2 separate regions of the Sus scrofa genome follow, and region 1 is linked to region 2. Evidence: chromatin contacts called from public HiChIP or PLAC-seq data. All regions are on one chromosome and are shown on one strand. The core of a region is the stretch at or near the end of the contact, and the rest is flanking DNA. Distances in the headings are between cores, read along the strand shown. Region 1 holds the start of MYOF (myoferlin). Region 2 overlaps MYOF (myoferlin).

What was found. HiChIP or PLAC-seq counts read pairs in DNA pulled down with a chosen protein or histone mark.
Region 1: a contact with region 2 is called in an H3K27ac HiChIP or PLAC-seq map of alveolar macrophages. The contact joins the promoter of MYOF here to the enhancer-like site in region 2. A contact is called at or near these places in 10 of 47 Hi-C or Micro-C datasets (alveolar macrophages, embryonic fibroblasts, mesenchymal stem cells and 5 more) and 1 of 2 datasets of contacts at active chromatin or transcription factors (alveolar macrophages).

Annotation. Positions count from the first base shown.
Region 1 is chr14:104,938,585-104,944,608 of Sscrofa11.1, forward strand. It overlaps MYOF (myoferlin), which reads right to left and starts at 2,628. Exons shown (of 54, transcript XM_021073854.1): 1 at 2,144-2,628. The coding sequence starts at 2,231.
Region 2 is chr14:104,876,576-104,882,833 of Sscrofa11.1, forward strand. It overlaps MYOF (myoferlin), which reads right to left. Exons shown (of 54, transcript XM_021073854.1): 7 at 5,563-5,691; 8 at 2,309-2,371; 9 at 2,176-2,226; 10 at 1,002-1,032; 11 at 140-255. Among named protein-coding and RNA genes, the nearest start is that of MYOF, 62 kb to the right of the region's middle. Within about 2 kb of position 4,871, at least 11 of the 83 cell types and tissues checked have an H3K27ac peak or open chromatin away from gene starts, as enhancers often do. A contact at or near this core is called in alveolar macrophages and retroperitoneal adipose tissue, where this site is marked.

The DNA.
Region 1 (6,024 bases), core at 1,378-3,877, 60 kb after region 2:
AAATATTGAAGTTCCCATTGTGGTGCAGCAGAAAAAAATCTGACTAGTATCCATGAGGATGTGGGTTAAATCCCTGACTTTGCTCAGTTGATCAGGGCATTGCTGCGGCTGTGGCAGAGGCCAGCAGCTGTAGTAGCTCTACTACAACCCCTAGCCCGGGAACTTCCATATGCTGTGGGTGCAGCCCTAAAAAGAAAAGAAAAAAAAAAAAAAAAGGAATCTTGCCATTGCAACACCGTGGTATTATGCTAAATGAAATAAGTTAGACAGAGAAAGACGAATACCCGATGATTTCACTCACATGTGGAATATGAAAAACCAACAAATTAAACCAAACTAACCATGTAGATACAGAGAACAGAGGAGGAGTGGGGAAGAGGGTAAAATGGGCAAAGGGGATAAACTGTGTGGTGAAGGATGGAAACTAAATTTTTTGTGGTGTGCATGCTGTAGTGTATACAGAAGCAGAAATACAACGTTGTATACATGAAGCTTATAAAATGTTTTAACCAATGTTACCTCAATAAAAATAAAATCAAAAATTAAAAAGAGAAAAAGGTTTTTTTATTTGGCCATGCCCACAAAACGTGAAAATTCCCGGGCCAGGGACTGAACCTTCACCACAGCAATAGCAATGCCAGGTCCTTAACCACTAGACCACTAGGGAGCTCCAGAGAAAAGGATTTTTAGAAAGAATACATGCAAAGGAACTCTGATGTAACATGACTACATGATATTCACTAAGCAGATTCTCAAACCACACTGTCCTTTAAGAATCCAGCTTTTAGGAGTTTCCACCGTGATGTAATGGGTTAAAAAATCTGACTGCGGCAGCTTGGGTTTCTGCAGAGGCAGGGCTTCAATCCTTGCCTGGCCCAGTGGGTTAAAGGATCCAGCACTGATGCAGCTACACCGTAAATTTAGTCCCTGGACCAGGAACTTCCATATGGCTTGGGTGTGGCCATTAAAAAAAAAAAAATCCAACTTTTGTCCCCCAAATCTTTTTTTTTAAACTAAACAGCCATTTAACATCTTTGAGTTTTGTTTTTTTTTTCCTTGCATTTTTCAACTCATCTCATAGGGAGAGATTTGAGAAAAGGAATAAAGATAAAATGGACAAAAGAAAAGAGAAAGGCACATGTTTACTAAGAAACTGGAAGGGAGTAGTTTCCTGGAGGAAAAGAAAAGTGTGGCAAGGTGTGGTCAGGAACAGCATGCCCGTCAAGGCTCCCACTTTCTTTGCCCTCTCCTCTCATTCTTTGTCCATCCCTACTGCCAAAAAGTTAACTAGCAATCTTACCAGTAACCTTTTGCAAACAGAAAATGATAACGCTCCTAAATTCAGATTTAGATGCACCACTCCAGCCCAAGTGGAATCACTACAATGCATGGGCGTATGCCATCACACCCTCCAGTCCTGTCCCCCTCCATCACATCAAATGTCATGAAAAATAACCTGTTGGGATTACAAAGGCCTTTTAAAGACAACCTAGTCTAAAGTCCGCTCACCTGTGTTGCAGAAAAGAAAACTGACATCCAGAGAAATGAAGTCACTTGCCCAAGTCATTGAGCAAGTCCAAACTAGATACCCAAACTGCAGACTTGCATTGTTCAAGCTCTACGAGCAGTTTAAAAGCTACAGAACATACGAAAAATACCCAACTTTGGAGAGATGAAGAACAATTACAAAAAGGCACAAAAGAACATGAAAACAAACCAAAATAATTTTGCTCCACCTCCCAGAAACTCAGACACAATAAAAGCAGCAGGGGGCTGTTTTACAGAGCAGTAATACCTCGGAAAGTTTAATTGGCTTTTTTTTCCTTTACTCATTTCTCACAGGCAAAGGCAATAAAAATGCACACAAGACTGCTGAAACTCTTACTCTGAACCAACGCAGACCTTTTTGGTACCTGAATTTGGAGATTAACAAATAAATCTTTCCTTCAGAAATCACAGAGCCCTGGGGAAAATTAAATGCCTTCCAGAGAAATGGTCCTCTCCCCTGACCTGCACAGGTAACAAACTCCAGCTAAAGCCGCAGAGACTTTTATAATTCACCTATACGCTGACTTTCAAAGAATGGGACCCAAGAAACTAACATTCCCAAAGGGCACTGGAGAAAAAGAATGCTTTTCCTTACCTTTAAAAATAACAGAAACAATAGGATCCGGTTTTCCAAATTTCGTTTTAGGGATGTTGCTGGCAGATTCCACAATCACTCGAAGCATGGCTCTCGATGGGCAAAAAGCAAGTTTCAGCAACGAAGTTCAGAGCAAGTTTCAGCAATGAAGTTAGGAAGACCTGGGCGCTGGGGCTCCGGGCTGCGCCGCCCGGGGAGAGAAGGCGGGGGAAGACTTCTCCGGCGAAGGGGGAAGGAGAGGCGATGGGTGGGTCTCTGACGGATTATTTACTGAAGGTTACGTGTAAACTGATATCCAAAGGCAGCGCCGCAGGCACCTACTTAAGAATTCGAGAAATGTGGAAGTGAACGGGACAAAACCTCAACTAAGAACAACTACGGGCAACAAATGAAACTGAAAAGGGTTCGGAGCTGATAAACGTGGACAGGTCAGGAGACCCCTGAGACCCTGCCGCTAAAAGCAACAATTCTTGAAGCACCATTAATTGGTTTCCCGTTACCCCTTCCATTCTCTTCTTCTTTTTTTTTTTTTTTTCCATTCTATTCTGAATCTCATGGAGTTTTAAAACTTTAATCGATCCTTTTCTTTTTTTTTCTTTTTCTTTTTTCTTTTACCCTTTCTTCTGTAGTACTGTGGAACACACCCACTCAGCATCAATTTAGAGAATTTTTTTTTTAAGTCAGCTAAAGGGTGCCCCCTATTGTACAGCAGAGAAATAAAAGAGTTTATTTCAAGCAAGCCCAAATCCAGAAGCGGTAATAGTTTACAAAATTGGTGTCTTGGGACTGATCCTTTTCTTTACAAAAGGCCTCAGCATAGGATTTCCTAAAAACTCCTGAAGAGGTGAGAGCTGGGGACCTGAGTGTTCTTGATCCATCCAAACTGCTGGGAATCTTCAGTGAACATGGAGAAGTGACTCCACTCTTTCAGGATCTGAATCCCAGCAGTGTCTTCCTTTCCTTTGTTAAAGGAAAACAAAACAAAACAAAACAAAAAACAATGGCACTTGTTAAAGTGGGTAAAGAAGACTTTAGTGATTAGGTTTAGGAACCACTGCCCTGGAATCTTGCAGTGGAGGGAGAGAGATTGGGCTCAACTCCAAACAGGGCATGGGCAAGTGGGAATTTATAACCCAGAAGCAGGTTGGGGTCAGTGGATAGAAATTACTAGGAGGAAACTTCAGGAGAAAAGGGGGATTCTGGCTCAGACAACCTAACAAGATTCCTACTGAACATAAGTCATGGTGACCAGACATCACCTGAGTGATGGAGAACGAAGAACCCCAAAAGATAAAGAGAGTGATTAGATAAGGAGGGAGGGGATTTCTGGATAAACTGACTCAGCAAAGTTCTTGCTAAAACTAAATTTTACAAGGAAGTACACAGATGGGCCTAGGAGAAAGTTCAGGAGCTTGACTAAGTTTGGCCAAGCCAAGAATCTTTACAACTTGAAGGGTGTGTTAGGTGGTGCAGCCTGGTGATTACAGTCCCTGGAGGAGGCAGACCTGAGTGGGGTCCCTGCTTCATCACTTTTGAGCTATGTCATCTCACAGGTTTCTACACCCCTCTCCTTTGCAGTTATCTGTAAAATGAAGGTGAAGATTGTCATAAGATCAATGTGTGGGGCCCAGCAAAAAGCACACAGTAAATTCCACACAGCCACAACAGAAGTTCCTGCTTATTCATAGCATTTCATAGCATTTCCGTTAATGCAAGTTGGGTTTAAATCAGGATCTCATTGTGTTTCAGAAGAAAAGGCTAAAGCTAGGAGTGAAAAAACATAGGACTTCCTTTTTCTTTGAACACACCACCAGAAAGATCCATCTGTAAGCCAACACTTCAAGTGCACTGAAAAAGTATGGTTTACCTACAAGATTTCTTCTGTCTCGGTGAATTTCTCAACAGCTTATTATAAAGAACCAATGAACCCAATGTCATATTCTTTATTGTATTTTGTGAACACATAGACCAATGACAGTCTATATTTAGTGAAATACAGACTATGTGTTTTTTTTTGTTTTTTTCCTGGCTGGTTTTTATTTCTCCTTTTTATTGTAAAATATATTTACAGAAAAAGGAATACAACATAAATGTGCCAGTTTAACAAACAAACATCCAGGTCAAGTCAGAGAACATTATCAGCACTCCAGAAGTCCCTCTGATGTCCCATATGTCACAGTCACCTCCTTCACCCCATAGGTAGTGACTGTCCTGATTTTTATGGTAATCATTTCTTTGCTTTGCTTTGTAGTTTCTGTCCCCCAAATAGTTTAGATTTGCTTAATGATGATCACAGGACTTATTTTATACATCATGAACTTTATAGATATGTACATTTATACCTACGTGGATGTATATGTACATGCATACACATATTCACACAGAATGAATTCTTTGATATAGTATGACCTTTAGGGAAATGGAATATAAGTGTGAATTCTTTTGTCTTTGGCTTCTTTTATTTCAACATTGTATCGTGAGATTCATCCATGTAACTCTATTTTGTTTACTCTCATTTCTCTAAGGCATTCCTGTGTGTGAATGCACCACATTTTATTTATTTTTTTCATTTCTTTCTTTTTTTTGTTTTTTGTTTTTTGTCTTTTTGCCTTTTCTAGGGTCTCTTCTGCAGCATATGGAGATTCCCAGGCTAGGGGTCTAATCGGAACCATAGCCACTGGCCTACGCCAGAGCCACAGCAACGCAGAATCTGAGCCGCTTCTGCAACCTACACCACAGCTCATGGCAACTCCAGATCCTTAAGCCACTGAGCAAGGCCAGGGATCGAACCCGCAACCTCATGGTTCCTAGTCGGATTCGTTAACCACTGCGCCACGAAAGGAACCCCTCATTTCATATTTTTATATTATCCTTCCTCGCTCCCCTCCTTCCTTCCTTCCTTTCTTTTCTTTCTTTCTTTTTGTCTTTTTAGGGCCAAACCCACAGCACATGGAAGTTCCCAGGCTGGGGGTTGACTTGGCACTGCATCTGCCAGCCTATACCACAGCCACAGCAACTCAGAATCCGAGCTGTGTCTGTGACCTACACCACAACTCATGGCAATGCCGGTTCCTTAACCCACTGAGCAAGGCCAGGGATCGAACCTGCATCCTCATAGATACTAGTGAGTTTTGTTACTGCAGAGCCATAACAGAAACTCCTATCCTTTCTTTTTAAAAAAATTTTATTGTAGTTGATTTACATTGTTCTTTCAATTTCTGCTGTACAGCAAAGTGACCCAGTCACACATCTATACACACTCTCTTTCTCATATTAAGTGTACCACATTTTATTAATCCATTTCACTGTTGATACACATTTGGATTATTCAGAGTTTCAAGCTATAACAAACAAGGCTACTCTGAACATGCTTGTGCGTGTTCGCTTGTACGAATGTGCATGAGTTGCATTTTGGGTCTAACCTGTGAGTGGAATTGATGGATCAAAGCATATATGTGTATTTTCAAAATTATTAGGTAATTCAAAATTGTTTTCCACAGTGGTTGTACTGTTTACACTCCCACCAACAGTGTAGAAGTCTTCCTGTTCATATACTTGGCGATGTTAGATTTTTCAATGTTTGCCTGTCTGGTGAGTTTATAACACTATTTCATTGGGATTTTAATTTGCATTTTTCAGATTACTAATGAAGTTGCATACCTTTTCATATTTACATTTTCTAATATAGGACATGCAAATTCAAATATGTTGTGGATTTTTCTATTGAGTTCTCTGTTTTTCTTACTAATTTGCAGAAGCTGCGTATGTGTTTTGAATACTAGTTCTTTGTGGGCTGTGTTTTCCTTTATGATAAGTAAATTTTTCATATTAAGAAATCATTTCTACTCTGTGATTATGAAGATATTCTTCAGGATTATCAT
Region 2 (6,258 bases), core at 3,621-6,120:
TCTGAAAAACTGAGGAACTAGGGGGTTGGGTTACTGACTGGAAGGATTCACAACTATTGGTGCCCACTTGCCTAACTCTTGGTCCTCTTTTTTGGTAAGAAAAAAAAACAAATGTAAAGGTAGAGAATTTGGGGCTCACGGGAGGCTCATCTCCAGTTCCCAGGACGAACATGCTGACTTTCATGTAACCTTTGGCACCCGAGCTGGTATCTTCTGGGTCATTGAGAAGAAGCCATTTTCTCATGACAGCATGACCTAAAATAAGGTGTAAGAGGACAGGGACACTCTAAAGAGAAGCTGACAGGTCTGTGATTTCAGCTGTAAAATAAATAAGCATTTCCTCCAATGTGTCTTCATGACATGCCAAATTGCCCAGATGAGACTCTATATTAAGTCCGCTGCTTTGCACCAACTCCCCACCCACATCCTGTCCTGGTGTGCCTCAAACAAGACTCTCTAAGAGCTAATAACTTTTACATTTAATTTTATCTTATTTTATTTGCTTTTTAGAGCCGAATCTGTGACATATGGAAGTTCCCAGGTTAGTTGAATCAGAGCTGCAGCCGCTGGCCTATGCCACAGCCAAACAATGTCAACGCAGGATCCGAGCTGCGTCTGCGACCTACACCACAGGTCATGGCAATGCCGGCGCCGGATCCCTGACCCACTGAGCGAGGCCAGGGTTGAACCCTCATCCTCATGGATACTAGTCAGATTCGTTTCTACTGGGCCACAATGGGAACTCCCAATTAACTGATTTTATAATTCAACTTTGATAAGATCAAAATATCCTCACAGAACAGAAAAGTTACCTGCTAGTGACTGTTTAGGATAATCATCTTAGATTTAAAAAAAAAAAAAAAACACTCATGCTAAGCTACTATTATAGTTCCCACCAAGCATCCTTTCCTCTTCTGAATCAAGAAAAAAGTTTTTGATTCCTTGATCCCCCAAATTTCTTGATTCCCAGAAATTCACATTCACACAAGGATATCACTTACCAGGTTCATCATAGACAAATCCGACATCAATCTGGGAAAAAATAATTTAAAGTACTTCAAACAGATTTTAAAATCAGTTTAGTCACTTCTTGAAACCATCCTTATTACCACATTTAAAAATAAGGCATTTGACTAGGCAATGTCTTTGAGACCCAACATTTCTGTCTTACCCTCTTTGAAGACCCAATGCCTTGCCTGACGTGTGACACAAAGAAGGCCCTCGATCCATCATTTTGCATGAATGAGCCAATCTTAGAGCTGGATGGGACATGGTGACAAACGTGTCCTGGTTTGTTTGGGACTTTTCTAGCAGCACAGAAAGTCTCACATTCAGAGGTTCCCCTCAGTACCAGGCAAACCTGGACTTTGGTCCCCCAATAGGAAGCCACCTATCCAGTACTCTCCTCCCTTCTCCAACTAATGCTAATGCTAATATAACCATTGACCAGGTACTCCAATGTGCCACGGGCTGTGCAAGTGCTTTACACACTATCGCCTAGTCTTCACAATGACCCCACTCTATAGGAAAAAAAATGAAGGGTCAGAGAGGTTGACATATGGCTAGCTGATGGCAGTGAGAGTATGAATACCCATCTAGCTGACCCAGATCAACTTCTAGAACTTCAAGAAGTAGCTCATTCCATGTAGAACTGCTAAGAAGGCATCCACTAGAATCTGTCATTAATTCCAGTGTGAGTTACTAAGAAAAGCACCTTGATTCTCTTCTCTGGCTTGCCTTTCATACTCCAGATATACAACAACTGGCTTTGTAGATAGAGCTATGGGTCACTGAAAAGTGGAGCTGGTATTGGGTTTCTTGCCAGAGTCAAGCCCCCTTCCCTTTGTAGCTGCGTATTGGCTTCCATCCACAGTAGGAACTCTGGGAAGGGCCCGGATATGGCAGCTTCCTGGCATCGTGCTTTAAGGCACTAAGTGCTATACTTCAAAGGTTACTTGACCCAGGTCGAGGACACTCAACTGGTCTCTAGCCTCTGGGGTATTCATATCCTGCTATCGTTTCAGCCTTCAGCAAGGATCACAGCATCAATGCCTAACACGTAACCTTAACACATCACCAAGATGGGCATCCTGAGACCTGGCCAGGAATCAGATCTTCAATACGAAAGTGCCCATCTTTGATGTGCACTGAAAGAAACAGACAGTTGACACCCACCTTAAATTCTCCCATCAGACAATCTGCCCGCAAAGAATGGGAATTATAAACCTGGAGGAAAGGAGAACAGTGAAAAGATTATCTCTTCATCTGGCAATGAAATCTGCCTTCCAACCCATGCCCAACCCGTTACCCGAATGCTGATGATCTCATCCATCAATTCAGAAGGAGTCAGGTGGACATTGTAGAAAAACAGCTGTTGAAACAAAAGAGAAAAATGTTTGAATGTCAGCTGGAGTCGACTAAGGTTTAGTGGGGTCTGATGCTACAATCTGAGGGGCTTTCCTAAAAAACACCAGACAATCCCAAATTAGGTGTGACTATTTGAACCCATTGTAGGACCTTGGAAAAGGCCCTGAAATTTAAATGTCATGAACTTCAAGATAAACTCTGAAGGTTGAAAAAAGGGAAAAGTGGCTAAAAAACAACTGTAGGGTTTATTTAACTAAATAAAATTGTATACTTGAGATCAGATATCTAGTAACTGACTAAAGATCTAAGGTTTTTTCATGTCTTAGGACTTGCATGATCTGGAAAGTTGAGGCTCTCTACCATTTTTAATGCTATCATTTCTATCCAATGACTCTAATTTTGTTCTTTTAAACAAAACACCTTTAAAGCCAACTCTTCCCGTTAGATAATGGCAGTGCCTCAGCAGGGTCAGTATGGACCACATTTTAACTCACTGTAACAGCTAAATTTAAGAAGGTCGATTCTTGGAAAATAAAATGGGGGGAGTTCCTGCTGCGACCAAGTGGGTTAAAGGATCCTGCTGTAGCTTGGATTCAATCCCTGGCCCAGAAACTTCCATATGCCATGGGTGTGAGTGGAGTGAGGAAAGAAAGAGAAAGGAAGAAAGGAAGGGAGGGAGGTAGGGAGTTAAAAAGAAGAAAATTGAGTATACCATAAATCTAAAGTTTTAGGTGTCAGTAAACTTTAATGTTAAGAGAGAAAAATGGAGCATTTATTTTTTGGCTGCACCCATGGCATGCAGAAATTCCTGAGCCAGAGATCAAACCTGAGCCACAACAGTGACAACACTGTCTCCTTAACCTTCTGAGCCACCAGGGAACTCCTGAGCATTTATTTAAACTGAGACTCTTTTCTCCCACTTTTTAACTAGAAATATTTCAAGTTTACAGGAAAAAAAAAATTGAAAGACGGCAAATAAACACTCTTTTTCACTTACATTGGCCAATTATTACCATTTTGAGACACTGGCTTTTGGCTTTCTCTCTATCTTTTTTTAACTGAGCTATATGGAAGACGGTTCTAGATAATATAACACTTTATGTCTGAAAAATACATTTGCACATATCTCCTGAGAGCAAGCACATCTCTCTATATAATGACAACACTATTATCACACTCAAGAAATTTAACATAGGAGTTCCCATTGTGGCTCAGCAGGTTATAAACCTGACTAGTATCCATGAGGACACAGGCTCAATCCCTGGCCTTGCTCATTGGGTTAAGAACCCAGCGTTGCCATGGCTGTGGCACAGGCCAGCAGCTGTAGCTCTGATTCGACCCCTAGCCTGGGAACTTCCATATGCTGCACATGGGGCCCTAAAAAGGAAAAAAAGAAATTTAACAAATAAGTCAATTTTCAAAATTCTACAGTTGTCCTGAGAAAATTATTCTTAGATTTTCTTTTTTCAAATCCACTTCAGATCTTACATTGTATCCACTTGTATCCTTTCAGTTTCCTTTTATTTAGAACAGTACTCCCAGCTTAATTTTGTTTATTTCCATCAAGACCAGTTGCTTTGAGGAATCTCACAATCTGGGTTTGCGTCAGTGTTTCCTTACTGTTAGAGCCAAGTTGACTACTGGACAAGAAATGACACAGGTGATGCTGAGTACTTCCATTATCTCACATCAGGTCACACATGTCCATTCGTCCCACTATCGGTGATACTAAGTTTAATCACTTGGTTAAGAAGATGTGAGCAAACTAGGGATTTTTTTAGTAAAATCTTTTTGTTGATTATGAATTGTTCTGTTTAGAGGCTCAGTTATCTGAGTCTTCCCTTTTGCCAAGAAATCGAATCTCGAAAGAATTCAATAAAATAGAAAATTCTGAGGTGGAGATTCCTATCGGTCTTCTCAGAGGGTAGCTGGATAGATATTTGTCCTGCGTTATAAATGCACTGACAGGTCCTATGCCTTAGGCATCAAGTCATCCCGTATCTGTATCTCGTGCTCTGGGCAATCCAGTCTTGCCCTCCAACATGACCCTTTCCTAGCCTTTCCCAAATCCACTTCCCGTGCCCCCACCTCTCCTGTTAGCTTTAAAAAAGTTTTTTATTATAGTTGATTTACGATGTTCTGTCAATTGCTGCTACACAGCAAAGTGACCCAGTTTATACACACACACACACACACACATTCTTTTTCTCATATCATCTTCCATATATTCTATCCCAAGTGATTGGATGTAGCTCCCTGTGCTATACAGCAGGACCTCATTTTCCAGTCAGCTTTGACACTACTTCCCTGGGCTGTCATTGGCGATTGATCTAAGGAGAAGTTACAAACGGGAAGAAGATGGGGCCTCTAAAAGCTGGTGGCCAGTTTGAACAAAGGGAAAGAAACAGGAACATCACACAAAAAAACCCAGCTCCTTGTGTGAATAGAGGTCAGAAAACAGAACCAACACCAGAGGCAGGGCTGGGATGACAAGCTGTAAGGAACCCAGACGAACTGTGAGAGGAAACTGCAGTAGGAAAGGCCTGGGCTCAGAGAACAGAGCATGAGGCCTGGGAATGCTCAGAAATGCATCTCCTCACAGAGTAAGACTGGTCTATGAGAAAGTGCCCAAACTTATCATTTCTCTTCACAGCCCTAATCATGGAGTTCCGTGGTACTGAAAACAACTGTCAAGGTACTCAGTATTTTTGAAGAGTGCTGCAGAAGTCAATAGAACAGGCTATATTCTCTGTATGGAGAGAAAAAAACCCTTTTTGCCCATAATTGTTTTTTTTTTAAAAAAAAACCTATGCTATTTTTATAGGCAAATAGGTTTTGACACTTTAAAAAAGTTGGGTTACTTGGTCACACCGAGTCCTCCATCAGAGACACCTGCTAATTAAGGAGCAAAGGCAGATGTAAGTGCTTCATGTGCTCCATTTTAAGGGACACGAGAACATGAGAGGAAGGGCTGTGTCCTGATTTTGTTGCAAAACCACCAGAAAGACACCAGCAGCTCCAGGAACCAATGATGAAAGAGGCCCTGTGACTTCAAGATCCAGTGGTTCTTAGTGCAGAAGTTTTGCTGGAAGTTTGTTAAGTCTGTACACGTGTTCCCCTCCCATGTGTGGAAGCCAGGAAGGTGCGTATAAATAAAACCGACTCACAGAACAGGATGTGCATTCGCCCGTTTACCTCATCAAAAAAAGGATTGTTCCCTCGCTTGATTCTTGTTCGGTGTGTCTGACCACAGACGTGGACTTTGACCACAGGTCTGATGTTGTTGCCACTTAATTGCCGGCCCTCGATCACTCGGACACGGATCTGCAAGCACAGAAGGGGAGTTGTCACTGATCCTGTCTGAGCACGACAGGTAAGAGAATCCTCGGGTGTTGCCTCTGCTTGTTCACCTGTAACGACTACTGCTCAGGCCAGCCAGCTTTGCAATGTTTCGGACTGGGAGAGGCCACCTATGCTCATTCCAAGCTGGGAACTGGGGTGGGGCTGCCAAAACCAAGATCAGGAGTGGGGCTGCAATACACCACAGCTGGCCTAGGAAAGCACAGAACAGGGCAGAGGCCATAGCTCAGACTCTGGCCTCCTACCAGGTCTTCCTGGATCCGTAGAGGTACCAACTCACTGCATGGCTGTTTCCTACGGACGTGGCCAGAGCTGTGAAAAATGCCATACCTGTGCTTCTATTCTTGGATGAGCTCTTCCTACCACTAGAGGGGATTTTAGTTCATGGAAGAGCCTCATCTGGATTGACTACATCTGCTGCTGCACGCAGAAGAAAGATGGGGAGCTCTTCCTATTGGGTTGATGCCCTGATGTCCTTTTTTACTAGTTGTATCACCGCCCACAGGCAGTGGCTCCTCCCAGCAACACCAC